Linked DNA regions of Sus scrofa: regions 2 and 3 are each linked to region 1. A link is a contact called in public Hi-C and HiChIP or PLAC-seq data. All regions are on one chromosome and are shown on one strand. The core of a region is the stretch at or near the end of the contact, and the rest is flanking DNA. Distances in the headings are between cores, read along the strand shown.

The links. Hi-C and Micro-C count contacts between places; a contact is called where the count stands out from the background. HiChIP or PLAC-seq counts read pairs in DNA pulled down with a chosen protein or histone mark.
Region 2: a contact with region 1 is called in a Hi-C map of skeletal muscle, with 2.6 times the contacts expected there. The contact joins the promoter of CCSAP here to the promoter of RAB4A in region 1. A contact is called at or near these places in 1 of 5 promoter capture datasets (liver), 10 of 47 Hi-C or Micro-C datasets (alveolar macrophages, blood, brain and 3 more) and 2 of 2 datasets of contacts at active chromatin or transcription factors (alveolar macrophages and skeletal muscle).
Region 3: an H3K27ac HiChIP or PLAC-seq map of skeletal muscle shows a contact between it and region 1. The contact joins the promoter of ACTA1 here to the promoter of RAB4A in region 1. A contact is called at or near these places in 1 of 5 promoter capture datasets (fetal skeletal muscle), 3 of 47 Hi-C or Micro-C datasets (epiblast stem cells, heart right ventricle and skeletal muscle) and 1 of 2 datasets of contacts at active chromatin or transcription factors (skeletal muscle).

Annotation. Positions count from the first base shown.
Region 1 is chr14:60,525,742-60,530,134 of Sscrofa11.1, forward strand. RAB4A (ras-related protein Rab-4A) reads right to left here and starts at 2,808. Exons shown (of 8, transcript XM_001925483.7): 1 at 2,464-2,808. The coding sequence starts at 2,494. It overlaps LOC102163174 (a long non-coding RNA gene), which reads left to right and starts at 2,888. Exons shown (of 4, transcript XR_002338974.1): 1 at 2,888-3,242.
Region 2 is chr14:60,443,269-60,447,529 of Sscrofa11.1, forward strand. CCSAP (centriole, cilia and spindle-associated protein) reads left to right here and starts at 1,784. Exons shown (of 4, transcript XM_013983237.2): 1 at 1,784-1,871; 2 at 2,349-2,756. The coding sequence starts at 2,399.
Region 3 is chr14:60,409,767-60,414,191 of Sscrofa11.1, forward strand. ACTA1 (actin, alpha 1, skeletal muscle) reads left to right here and starts at 3,176. Exons shown (of 7, transcript NM_001167795.1): 1 at 3,176-3,251; 2 at 4,015-4,155; 3 at 4,262-4,425. The coding sequence starts at 4,027.

The DNA.
Region 1 (4,393 bases), core at 1,558-4,057:
CTGTTTCAGTTTAGGCATATTCAGATTGAGGATTTCAATCAGAAATCTATGTGTTCGAGGTTTCGATTTTGTATTACAATATTATATAAAGTATTACATAATGTAAAGTATGCCCATGGTTGGTGCTTTCAAAGCAGCAAAATGTTGAACACTACAGCCAACAAAGCTGAAATACTGCTTTCATGTGCTGAAAAGCAGGTAGACAGAGCTCATTAACAGTATACCAGCAAGCACTGGTTCTTTATTTTTCATCATATCCCTGTCGAGCTACAAAGACTCCTTTTCCAGAAGAGAGAAAACGAGCACAGAGTACAAAGGAGTTTAAAGATTAGGCAAACATTCCTTTCCCAGCTACAGGCAAACGTCCGGAAGCAGGGAACCTGACTTACTTTGGGGAAACAATGCTGTGCAAATCTACCAATGATAAGTGAAGGTGACAGCTTAGGACTTGGTTTGGGGTGACTTTTACTTTGGGTTGGTACTTTCAAGTGCCATACTTGCGCTTTCCAAAACTAATTCTCTGTTAGCTTCATCTAATTTCCTCTGATGGAGGAAAGGATTAAATTTAGTTAGTGAAAAGTAAATGTATTTGGAAGGTATTATGAAATAAGAGCACTAAAGTTCAAAGCCTTATGGACAGAATTTGGTCAGTTATTTTGCGACACTCAATGAACTCTGTCTGAAGTAGAGATGCCATATTTTTTCAAGGGTGTCATTTCAGAGAAGATAAATGAAACATAAAAGCTCTGACTTCCAGTCCTTCTCACTAACTCATCACCCTACTTGGCAAGTTTTTTTTTTTTTCCCCTCTTGTGGCATGAGGAAGGTCCCAGACCAGGGATCAAACCAGAGCCACAGTAGGGACTTGGACAGCTGCAGTGACAATGCCAGATCCTTAACCCACTGACCCACATGGGAACTCCTCCATTTGGTTTCCTGAACTTTCTAACCCTCCCTTACGCTTTTTTATCCAGCTCACAGAAAAAAAAGTGTGGGGTAAGGAGCACTTGAAAATAAAGCAAAAACTAGGAGTTTCCTGGTGGCAACTTCCTTGTGGCAATGTTAAGGATCTGGCGTCACCACAGTGGCTCAAGCCGCTGTTGTGGCACAGTTCAATCCCTGGCCTGAGATCTTCCACATATCTCAGGTGCAGCCAAAAAAAAAAACAAAAAAACAAAAAAAGAAAAAACATAACCAAAATTTCAACACTTGCTGGAGAAGTGATGTCCTTTATGGAATCTGACTGTGGCTCTCTACAGAGAGAGGCAGACCTTGTGCATGTGAAGTGTGGTAGCATCAGACTCTGACAATACTGATCCTACAACCAGGGATGCCCAGTGGGACTTCCTAAGCCTTCCAGGAACAGATTCCTGCTCTCAGTGTTACTGAGAACAAGGCCAGCCCCAGATGCACTCCTTTTACAGGGACTCTGCAGCCCTTGGGGGCTGGGCCTGTGGGGACAGGTTAAGGCTGTCCTGGCCGTGCTGGTCAGGTCAGGTTTCTTTCTCACATAGCTTTAGAGACCACATTCCTTCAGAACTCCCACCTGGGTTCTTAACCCATCTTTAGTGTCACAACCAGATTAACACTGTACCCCCTACTGGGCTGTGAGTTCCCTGAGACCAGAGAAGTGCCTGTGGTGAGTTCTGCAGTGCTGAGGCACCACGCCATAAAACCAGTCCACATCTATCTGTTGATGGGAAGGAGCAGTAGGCCAGGACAAATGGAGGCAACAGGACTGATCTGACTAGAGGTAACTGAACTTGTGCATCTCCAGGGACTGTAAAACCCAAATCAGTCTTTACCTGAGAATGCATGCTTCTGAAAGAGAGATCCCAGACTAGCAAACACCTCTGCAGCCCTGACACAGAGCAGGGGTATACTACATTGTTTATTTTTACCACATAGGATTAAAACAAAAACAAAACATAATCGATGAATTGGAAAGGCTTTCTTTCACTCAAAAAACCTCTGTTGGGCGCCTCCAGGTTTGGGTGCTACCGAGGAAGCAAAGATTAAGCAGACAGGGCTCTGCTTCAGAGGTGTTTGTAAGTAGCCATAACGCAACCTGAAAGGTCCCAAGAGGAAGAAATGGATGAAGTCGCCTATCGACAAGCCCTTCTTGTAATCCCACTGCAAAGAAAGGAATTCCAAGACAGGAATGGTCAGACTGCAATAGTTGAGGAAGGAACACACTCAATTGAAGGCGTCGCCCTAAGTCCTTCACAACTCTAGCTGGGAACAATACCGCATATGAAACCGAATCTCGAACTGGCTTCCCAAACCCTAAGCTGTTGATGTTGAGTAAAAAAGGAAAACCCTACCGGCGTGAACGCGGAGGAGAAGCAAAAGGACACTCGGAGAAACAGATCACGTAGATGCGCGACCCACCGCCCGACCCACGCCCCCGACACTCGGATCCGCATCCCCGCGGCCTCCGCCCCGCCGCCCCCCGCCCCTTACCGTAGGTCTCGGACATGGCCGTCTGCGACATCTTGGGAGCGGCACCGCCTCTCGCCGGGTCACCGGCTGCAGCTCTGGCGGGGCCGGGGCCAGGAGGCCGGGGTCGCCCGCCGCGCCTCGGTGGGGGACGGCGAAGGGCAGGGCACTGGAGGAGGGAGGGGCCCGCGGTCCCCACGGCAACTGCCGGCCACCCCGCGGATGCGGCCCTGCCGGACTGCCGGCTCCGCGCAGGCGCACGGCCCCAGCTCCCCCGCCGGCCTGGACGCGGGGGAGGAGGAGGAGGAGGAGAGGGGGCGCGGGGCCCGGCCCCCAGCCCGCGGTCGCGCGTGCGCGCGGGGAGGCCGGGGCGGGCCTAGGGGCGCAGAGAAGCTGGGGCCGGTGCGGGCGTGGGTGGTAACGGGCGCGGGCGGGGCGGGGCGTGTGCGCGCAGAGACCGGACGCGCGGAGGGGCGTGGCCGGCCCAGTCCAGGTCGCAGGGGCGCGCAGGAGCTGGGAAGGGCGCGTCGGGGCAGGCGGTCAGCCGGCCCCGGTGATTGGGACTGGGACTGTAGGGTCCCAGCGGGCAGAGAAAGCCATTACCTGCCCTGGGGAGAAAGACAGTCTTGCCAGGTTGGCCGCCACCTCAGTAGAGACTTCTTCGTGGTTACCTGGCGTGCTCTGCCAGATAGAGACTTCCTCTAAGCGGTAGTGACCTGTCGGGGACGTGGTGAATGTGTAACCAGGAGTCCGCAACCCCAGGAGTCCGCAACCCCAGGAGTCCGACTGGAGGCCAACCCTAGGTGCGGGGAGGCGGGCTTACCGCGGGGGAGCTGAGCTCCGCTCAGAACCTGCCAGGCGCTCTTGGGGGGCCGAGCTGCTGTCGGCGGGACCGTCAGAAGCTCAGATGTGCGGGCTCTGAGGAAGCCCCAGAGGACTAGATATTGGCCCCACTGCTCGGCATTCAGGGGACTGAGGCCCCTGGACCGGAAGCCCCTCTTGGCGGGTGTTTGTCTAAGGGTAGGAGTCGCTGGTTGAACATTTTGATTTAAGGAGCACAGCTGAATTCAGAATCCCTTTCTGTGGGAAAAGTAGCCATAAACCAAAAAGTTGACTGGGAAGAGGACTTTGGTTGGGATTTTGCTCCATTGGAGCATGATCAGAGCCACATGGCATCTCATAAGACCCAATCCTATTCAGGAGTTCCCGTTGTGGCTGACCAGTAATGAATCCGACTAGTATCCATGAGGACGTGGGTTCAATCCCTGGCCTTGTTCAGTGGGTTAAAGATTGGGAGTTGCTTTGGGCTGTGGTGTAGGTCTCGGAGGCCTCTGGGATCTTGCATTGCTGCGGTGTGGAAGGCCAGCAGCTACAGCTCTGATTTACCCCAGCCTAGGAATTTCCATATGCTATGGGTGTGGCCCTAAAGAGACAAAGAAAAAGAAGACCCAAGCTTATTCAAAAGACCCAGTAGAATCCTAAAAACACGCCCTGGCTAAGCTCCCAAGTGGCTTGGCTGTGGGGGGAGTACCAGGAAATACATTTTTTTCAAGTCCATTTGGCTCTGTCCTCTAAATTGGCATCAGGCCTTCCATTCCCTGAGCCCTTTCGCCTCCTCCCCAATGACTCTCTGGCTCTGCATCACTGATTCTAATAGAAATAGATATCCTTGCTTCTAAATCGCAGAGAAGGCCACCTGCTGAAACATGGGGAGGACCGTAATACCCTAGAATTATTCTGCATGTGTCCCTTGTTCAGTGGCTTGGACACTGTTGCTTTCTTATTTGGCTTTTCCACAGGTCAGGTTTGATTTTCATTCCTGAGTGTATCAGACAGACACTGATTAGAACTATGTCAGAGGAAAGATGGTGATCCCATTCTTTACATTGAAGTTTTCTTCCTGTTGGGAACTTCTGTGGATAATAAGAAAGGAACCACTAGATTATTGACTGAA
Region 2 (4,261 bases), core at 534-3,033, 83 kb before region 1:
TTCCTAATCCTATTTTTCAGTTACACAAAAAATGGTACCAGACCTTATTAACTTTATGCGTGTGTGGTTCTATGATTGTTAAATTTGGCTACAGATTCCTCCATCCAGTATGCATGCCCCTTTGCAAGGTAGTTTTGCTGCTGCTCTTCTCCTGCAGAGGTGGAATTTATTTCTCTCTCCTGGAATCTGGGCTAGCTAGCCGTGTGACTTATTTGAGCCTTGCTGAAATACAGCAGAAGAGAGGTATATGCTTTTCAGAAGCCTTCCAGCTTCTGCTATTAACTTCTTGGAAGTGAGGGCCAGGTGAAGAAACCAGGCTAATCTCCCGGAGGGTGAGTCCACAGGGAGGATGAAGACAGCCCCACACACAGCCAGCTCCAGTGCCAGGCCTGTAAGTGAGGCCATCTTGAACCTTCCAGCCCAGCATTCCCTCCAGCTGAATGCAACTGTTTTAAGAGAATCTAAACCAGCAGAGTGGAAGCAGCAGCAAAATTGCCCCGCTAACCCATAGAATCGTGAGAAATAACGCATCTTGGTTGTTTTAAACCACAAATTTTAGGGTGGTTATTATGCAGCCAAAGCTAACTGAAACAGATTGTGTTCTGATTTTTTCATGTAACTGCACATCATCTTTCACCCACGTTATTAATATATTTATTAAGGTTCTTTTGTTTGTAACCATGGGAAACCATCTTAAAGAAAAAGGAGATGCATTAGAAAGTTCCTGGGGTATTTTGAGCTACAGAAAATAAAGTTGGGGAGGGAAAAAGTCTGGGTCACTGTGGGGGTGTCAACAGCAGGAGGTCACAGTATATCTCTCCAGAAAACTGCCCTTAACAATCAGTACTAATGACGTCTAGATTACTAACTTTAGTTTTCAGAACAGGCTGACTCCCGCGGGGGCAGCGTCTACCTTTGGATCATTTAGCTATGATGGGGGCGGGGAAGGACGCGGAGACAGGCAACAGAAGGGAAAACAGTCATGAATCAGAACAAATCCGGTATGGAAGCCGGAGCCAGGTAATTCATTACGGCCTAGGCCTGCTTTTCAACTGCTAAATATGTCCCGATATTCCAAAACGTTTCTTTCAAATCTTTTTGTAACGAATGTATCCAGGCTCCTTTCAATAAAGGGGAAGAATCCATGTGGGGCCCTTTGGAAAATGTAACAATCAGAGCAACGTTGTATACTTAGCACCACTCAACTGAGTGGGCCAAGGTTTTCTGTGCAAATTGGTCTCCGAGAGGGTGGCTCGGCCAATTTTATCATTCTCATAAAAAATGTTTGGAGCGTGGACAAGAAAGGACTCGTACTAAAACGTGAAAGGGGGTTAAAGCCAGAGTAACAGGTGTTGTGAACAGAGGGAAGGAAGCAAGAGTCAACGTGTGGACTTGTATTGTTTTTGGGAACCTCGAGGTGTCAAAGAGACCACTGAATGTCGCTGGCTGAGGGGCGGCCGGTCCTGGATGCCTTCTGCAGAGGCGGGGGCCCAGGGCAGCGCCTCCAGGGACCTGGGGCGCGGGCGCCTAGGGCGAGTGGGCAGGGACCTGGCGGGGACTCCCGGCTTGCCGAGGCGCCCGCGTCTCGGTGCCCCACGCACCACCCTGAAGCAGCCGCCCCCACCGAGCCGGGCGGGGGGCCGGGGCCGGGAGCGCGCGCGGGAGGCGTTGGCTCCCAGGACTGAGGCGGCGCCTTCGCCTCCCCGCTGCCGCCGGAGGAACACGGGCCACCGCGCCAGTGGCGACATCTTGCTCGGCAGGAAAGCGCGGGCAGAGCGCGCGACTCTGGGCTGCTGCGCCTCGCTCGCGGAGGACTGCTTGGGCGCCGCGGGGCCGGGGGCGCAGGGCAAGGCCGGAGCCGCACGAAGGAGGTAAGAGGGGGCCGCCCCTCCTGCCCCTACCCCGCGCCCAGAGGGCGCTCCCAGGACCCAGAGGCCGCCCAGCTCCCCGCGCCCACACCTCCTTCTCCTCCCTCCTCCACGGTCCATTCCCCTGGTTTCCGCAGCCTCTGGCTGCGCACCTCCCGAGCCGCCCTCCCCAGTGACCCCCACGCCCAGCAGCGGGTACCGCTATCCCCCTCCCCTACCCCAGAGCCGCTGGGCCCGTCCCCGCCCCCTCCCAGGGCTGGCAGCGCGTTCTCTCCGCCCCTTGCCCCGCCCACCGCCCAGGTCCGCCTGCGCTGTGCCCGCCTCCACTCCCCGCCCGCCCCCACCCGCGCTCCCGTTCCCGCTCCCACGCCCCGCCCCCGTCCGCCCCGTTCGGGCGGGGCTCCGGGTTTAAACGTCGCGGCGGGCTGGGCGAGCCGGAGGGGCGGGGCGCGCCTCTGTGTCTTGTCGCGGATTTCGTAGGCGAAGGCTAGGCGCGGAACGGCGGGCCCTCGGTGCCGGCGGGCGCCACCATGTCCCCGGGGAGCGGCGTGAAGAGCGAGTACATGAAGCGCTACCAGGAGCCGCGCTGGGACGAGTACGGGCCGTGCTACCGCGCGCTGCGCCACTACCGCCTGGGCCGCCGGCTGCTGGAGCAGGCGCACGCGCCCTGGCTCTGGGACGACTGGGGCCCAGCCTCGGACGACTCGGCGTCGTCAGCGTCGTCGGGCGCCGGGGCCCCATTACCCCAGTGCACCCCGGCCTCGCCGCCGCCGCCCGCGGAGCCCGCGGCGCGGGACGGGTCGGACCAGCCGGCCCACGCGGCCCAGGAGGAGCAGGGTGCGGAGGCTGTGGGGGACGCAGAGGACGCGGAAGACGCTGCGCTGCCAGGTACCGGGCCGGGGAGAGGGGCTGCGAGTGGCCTGCTCGCGGTACCGGATTTGCTCTTGCATCTCTGAACTGCCCAGCTGTTTCTCGAAAGCGCTTGGGGAAAGCTCTTCCTTTACCTATTTTATTTAATCTTTTCATTGACTTTTGGTAGGAGGAGAATGTGTCTCCCTTGACAAAATAAGAAAAGTATCGGTCCCGCCTCCGCCCTCCCCTCCTTTATTTCCGTAATTGGATGGATCTGGGTTGAGCCAGCTGTGAACTCATTAAAGTGCCTCTGGAGAAGTCCGGGTTTTTACCCAAGGGCCTTGTTGGCCTCTGAGCCGCTGAACTCGCATCTGTTTATTTTTCAGCGCGCAATTGTTTATGAGAGGAGCCCAGCTTTCTTCAGATTCCCAAAGGCGACCGCAAGAGGTTAAGAGCCATTGAGCTAAGCGTACCGCCCTGTGAATGGGGCCGTTGTTTTGTATTTTAACTCCCTGGCCGCGCCGCGCTGTCCCTAAAGAATATTTTGCACTTGTTTACGCAGGCTGTTGCGTAACCGAGGACTAGTATAGGAATAATCCTGGTAGTGCTCGGTCCTCTCGGCTTCTTGCCTCCCACTCATCGAAAAGCGCCCATCCTTAGGCTGCTGCTGTGACCGGGAGCAGGGGCTGGGAAATGCCTCTTGCGGGCTGTGCATCTGCTTTGCAGCCGCGGTCCTCCACCTTCTCCCCGCCCCAGGCTCGCGGAGGCGGAGTGCGGTGGTCGCTGGTGGTAGGAACCAAGCTGAATGAATGCCTCTGATAGGGCCTGGAGTAGCGCCCGGTTTCTTTCTGCTAATTTCTGACGGTGGCCAGAGAACATCGGCGTCACTGGGATTCAAAGAGGCTTTAATAAACAGAATAACTGCAGTTTATTCAGAGATTTTCATACATGCAGTCACTGATCTTAGACCATGTATTTTCTCATTCAACATTCAGAACAATTCTGAGATGTGGGACTGTAGTTTTATGTCATTTTTTTCTCATTTTAAAAATTTTTAATTGAAGTATAGATGATTTTCAATGTTGTAATAATTCTGATGTATAGCAAAGTGATTCAGTTATTCATGTACGCACATCCATTCGCTTTCACATTAGTACGTTAATTTAATTTTATTTTTTTAGGGTCACACCTGCAGCATATGGAGGTTCCCAGGCTAGGGGTCAGTTGGAGCTGTGGCTGCCAGCCTACACAGTAACTTGGGATCCGAGCTGCATCTTCAACCTACACCACAGCTCATGGCAATGCCATATCCTTAACCCATGGAGTGAGGCCAGGGATCGAACCTGTGTCCTCATGGATGCTAGTCAGATTTGTTTCCGCTGAGCCACGATGGGAACTCCATTGTATGTTAATTTTATAGGTGAAGAAATGGAAGCTCAGGGAAGAATGACCAGTGCCTTTGTTTTTGTTTGTTTCCTGAATTGTAAGTGGTCCTCTTTCAAAGTCTTATCAGATCCTCATCCTAGCTTCTCCGTGAGATG
Region 3 (4,425 bases), core at 1,926-4,425, 120 kb before region 1:
TCGGGGGGCAGGCAGACACCCAGACCTGCTTTACCAAAGAGCAAGCTTGGAACTAGTTCATTACAGCAGGCTCGAGGGCTGGAGGGGAAGGAACAGCTCCGTGAGAATCACTAGGCCCTTAGATGGGACAGAGCAGAGCAAGCCCCAGGCTGAGAAAACTCCTCTTTCTGGCTGCCGTGGTCCACAGGGCATTTTTAGACATATGGCTTGTGAGGACAATGTGTTTGTTTTTTTCTTTTGCCCACCTGGTCACTGGAATGTTTCTGACTTCAAGTGTTCCAGCCAGCCCCCCTCACTATTCTTTTGGGGATGATAGATAATAGTTGCCAGTGAAGCCATGACTGCATTTAAGATGTATTTGTCCCTTCAGCAGAAAAGATCCCTTGAAGATCTGTTATGTTCCAGAATACAGAAGGTGTGGGAGAAGGTTAAAGGGAGATAGGAAGGTCGCCCAAGCCCCTGCACGACCCCAGCTGCTTTGGGACCTGAGACGAGCTCTCTGGCTGGTTGGGCCTGGCTTTGCTTATTTTTCAAGCTGCCTCGGGTATCACCTGTCTTGTGTACCTCAGGATAGTTAATTAATGGGAACAACGCGAAAGCGTATGAAGCATTTTATGAATTCACATCTAAGTAGGTAGAAGGCTCATACTGTGCAAACTCGGGGTCTGCAGATATGTGAGGAGCTGAGGGGACATGGCTGAAAGAGGGGTGTGGGCACGCTGGCTGGGTCATGGCAGAGGGCCTGTCAGGATCAAGCGCTGAGGCTGCACCTGAAAACTTAGAAGCAGGAGCTCTGTCAGGCATACCCTGCATGGCTGACCTTTCCTCACCACAGTTCTCAAAAGGCTTTGCGAGCAGTAACCCGCTTACTCAGGCGAGTGCAAGCTGCTGCTGTGTCCCCAAAGTGTACATGTATGGAGGCGGCCTTCCACCTGCCCCTCAGGTCTGTCCCTAAGCCAATGAGAATTCAGCAGCACCAGAATGGCCTGGAGCTGCCCCATGGTGACAGTGGGGGAGTATTTAAAGTGGCCCAACCAGGGCTGAGAGCAGACATCTCCACTGGGCATCTCAGGGCCCATCTCCCCAAGGTGTGCTGGACTAGCTAGATCTCTGCTAGCCTGTGAGTGTTGTGTTCATAGCACTTCATGTGTGCTTGAAGCCAATTAGAAAAGCTTGCTATAGGAGAGAAAAGAGCTGCACTGAGCACCCTCCTTCCCCTTTAAATGTCAACAGATTAGGAGTCAGTGAATGACAGCACACCTCTTGCTACCTTAGAGACCAAAATTTAAGCTACTCCCCTTAAGCTATAGCTAGAGTGCACCTGCCAGTGTCTTTAGTCCCCACTGATGGAACAGGACCCAAGGTATTGAAGATGGAACATAGTTATTCATTCATCCTCTAATTTAAAAAGCTGGATATGCTGTACAGCAGAAATTGACGGAACAATGTAAATCAACTATAACAGAAGAAATAAAAACCTGGGGGGAAAGAAGCTGACTATGAAACCCCAGGAGCTTTCTACATGGGCCTGGACTCACCAAACTCTTTATTTTGTAATGGACTTCTGACATTTTTAGGAAGGGCTGTCCTGATGTGGGCTATAGAAGAGGGTTTCACATGCTTCTTCAAGAGGACCCACACTGTCCCAGTTGCTGAGTCCCACCACCAGATGCTAGTGGCAGCTATTTGGGGAACACTTAGGCACTACAAAAAAATGAGTGATTCCATTCTGGCTCACACCATATCCCTGATGTACCCCTTAAAGCATGTCACTGAGTTCATCACAGAAAATTGTTTCCCCTGTGCCTTCCACAACAAGGTTAGAGCTGTCCTTGGGGCCAGGGGAAGGGGGCAGGGAGTGAGAAGCACCAACTGGATAACCTCCTCTGACCCCCACTCCACCTTACCATAAGTAGATCCAAATCCTTCTAGAAAATTAGGAAGGCATATCCCCATATATCAGCGATATAAATAGAACTGCTTCAGCGCTCTGGTAGACGGTGACTCTCCAAGGTGGACTGGGAGGCAGCCTGGCCTTGGCTGGGCATCGTCCTCTAAATAGAAAGATGAACTTGTTCAGCCTTTCCAGAAGGAAAACTGCTGCCCAGCCTACAGTGCAACGTCCTTGTCTTCCATCTGGAGGAAGCACGGGTGACATATCATCTAGTAAGGGCACCTCTCTGTTTCCACCTCCAGGTCGAGGGGTGTGACCCTTACTTCTCAGCCTCAAGGGAGGGACACTCAACCCCCCAAAAAGACATGAGGGCGCTCAGCTCGGCCCACCGCACCCCGGACCGGAGCCGTCACCCCCCGAAATTCACTCCCTTCACAAGCCCCCAAGCGCGTTCTCTGGTGCGGACTGCTCCGGGGCCCTGGCTTTGTGCCCAGCGTTGTCAGAGCCACCGCCCTGAGCCTGTCCCCGGGAGCCCCGCGCCTCCTCCCACCGCTCCGCTCTCGCGCCCCGCGGCCAGTTGTCTGCCCCGAGACAGCTGCGCGCCCTCCCGCTGCCGGTGGCCCTCTCCGGTGGGGGTGGGGACCGACAGGGTCAGCCCTCCGGATCCGGGGCGCTCCGGGTAGCGGGGAGAAGTGATCGCTGGGGAGCTGGGGGAGGGGTCGCCTTCCTGCCCTACCCAGGACTCCGGGTGCGACCGCTCCTCTATCTCTCCAGCCCACCACCACTCCACCACTTGGACACGTCTCCCTCCTCCCTGGAGTCGCTCTAGAGGGTTTGGGGGTCTGAGTAAAGAACCCGAAGTAGGGATACAGTGTGGCGGCACCTTCCAGAGGCCCCGGGCGCAGGGTAGACCGGGGCGGGGCGGCCCGCGGACAGGTGCAGCCCCAGGCGCAGGCGCACTCGCGCCTCCCGGCGCAGGCGGTGAACCTCGCCCCACCCCAGCCCCTCCGGGGGGCAGCTGGGCCGGGTCGGGAGGGGCCCACCAGCCCGGGAGACACTCCATATACGGCCAGGCCCGCTTTACCTGGGCTCCGGCCAGGCCGCTCCTTCTTTGGTCAGCACAGGGGACCCGGGCGGGGGCCCAGGCCGCTAACCCGCCGGGGGAGGGGGCTCCAGTGCCCAACACCCAAATATGGCTCGAGAAGGGGAGCGACATTCCTGTGAGGCGGCTCGGGGGGAGAACCCGCGGGCTATATAAAACCTGAGCGTGGGGACCAGCGGCCACCGCAGCGGACAGCGCCGAGAGAAGCCTCGCTTCCCTCCCGCGGCGACCAGGGCCCCAGCCGGAGAGCAGCAGGTGTAGCCACCCGCCCAGGTAGACAAGAGTGGGATGGGGACAGGGAGACAGGGCACTGTCGAGGGGAGCCCAGAGAGCTTCCGGGAGCCCAGCCGACCCCATCTATTAGCCGCGACCCTGCCTCCTCGGTGCTGCTCGGTCCCCAGAGCCACATGCGCTTTAAAGAGGAGACAGGAAGCAGTCGACCTTTGGAAACGTCTCCAAATTTATTCCCTGCCCCTTTGGATTTCTCTACCTACACTTAGTATGTGTCCTGGTAGATGAACGTTTGACTTTAGTAGTCCCCAGGGCCAACCGAGCCAAAAGACAACAAGGGCCTCTCTTTCCGGCTTGCCATCAAGAGAAAGGGCGCCTAGGAATTTTTGAGTCTGGAATGTCGTGGGGTCTGGAAGAGGCTATTCCTCCCCGGATGGAACGCCCAAGCCCCACCCACGGCATGCCTTCCCACCCGTACAGTTTCCCAGCCCTTAGGGTTTGCCGGCCTTAACCCCCTTGGGGAGGCCACCGAGGTGCAGAGAGGGCGGGTGCCAGAGGGAAAGGGGAAGAAGAGTGTGCCCTGGGTTCCCAGGTGGAGAAATTCTGAGGTCTCTTCCCAGCGCAGTGCCCTGGCAGCGAAGCTCTGCCAGGTTGCTCGGATTGATCCCCTGGCGGGATGCACGAGGGCTGGGGGTGTCCTTAGGTCCCGGGGGAGGGAGGGCGCTCGGACCAGTGAGGCTTCCTGCCTGACACGCTGCGCATCTCCACGGCCTTGCTGATCTTGCAGAAACCCGACGCCATGTGTGACGAAGACGAGACCACCGCCCTTGTGTGCGACAATGGCTCCGGCCTGGTGAAAGCCGGCTTCGCCGGTGACGACGCCCCTAGGGCTGTGTTCCCGTCCATCGTGGGCCGCCCTCGCCACCAGGTCAGGCTGCCTGTCCACCGAGGGAGCCGGGCCGGGGTCCCTGTGCTGCCCAGAGCCGCCCCTCTTGAAGCCGCTGTAACGAGTGCGTGGTGTCTCCGCTCCGCAGGGCGTCATGGTGGGTATGGGTCAGAAAGATTCCTACGTGGGCGACGAGGCTCAGAGCAAGAGAGGTATCCTGACCCTCAAGTACCCCATCGAGCACGGCATCATCACCAACTGGGACGACATGGAGAAGATCTGGCACCACACCTTCTACAACGAGCTCCGGGT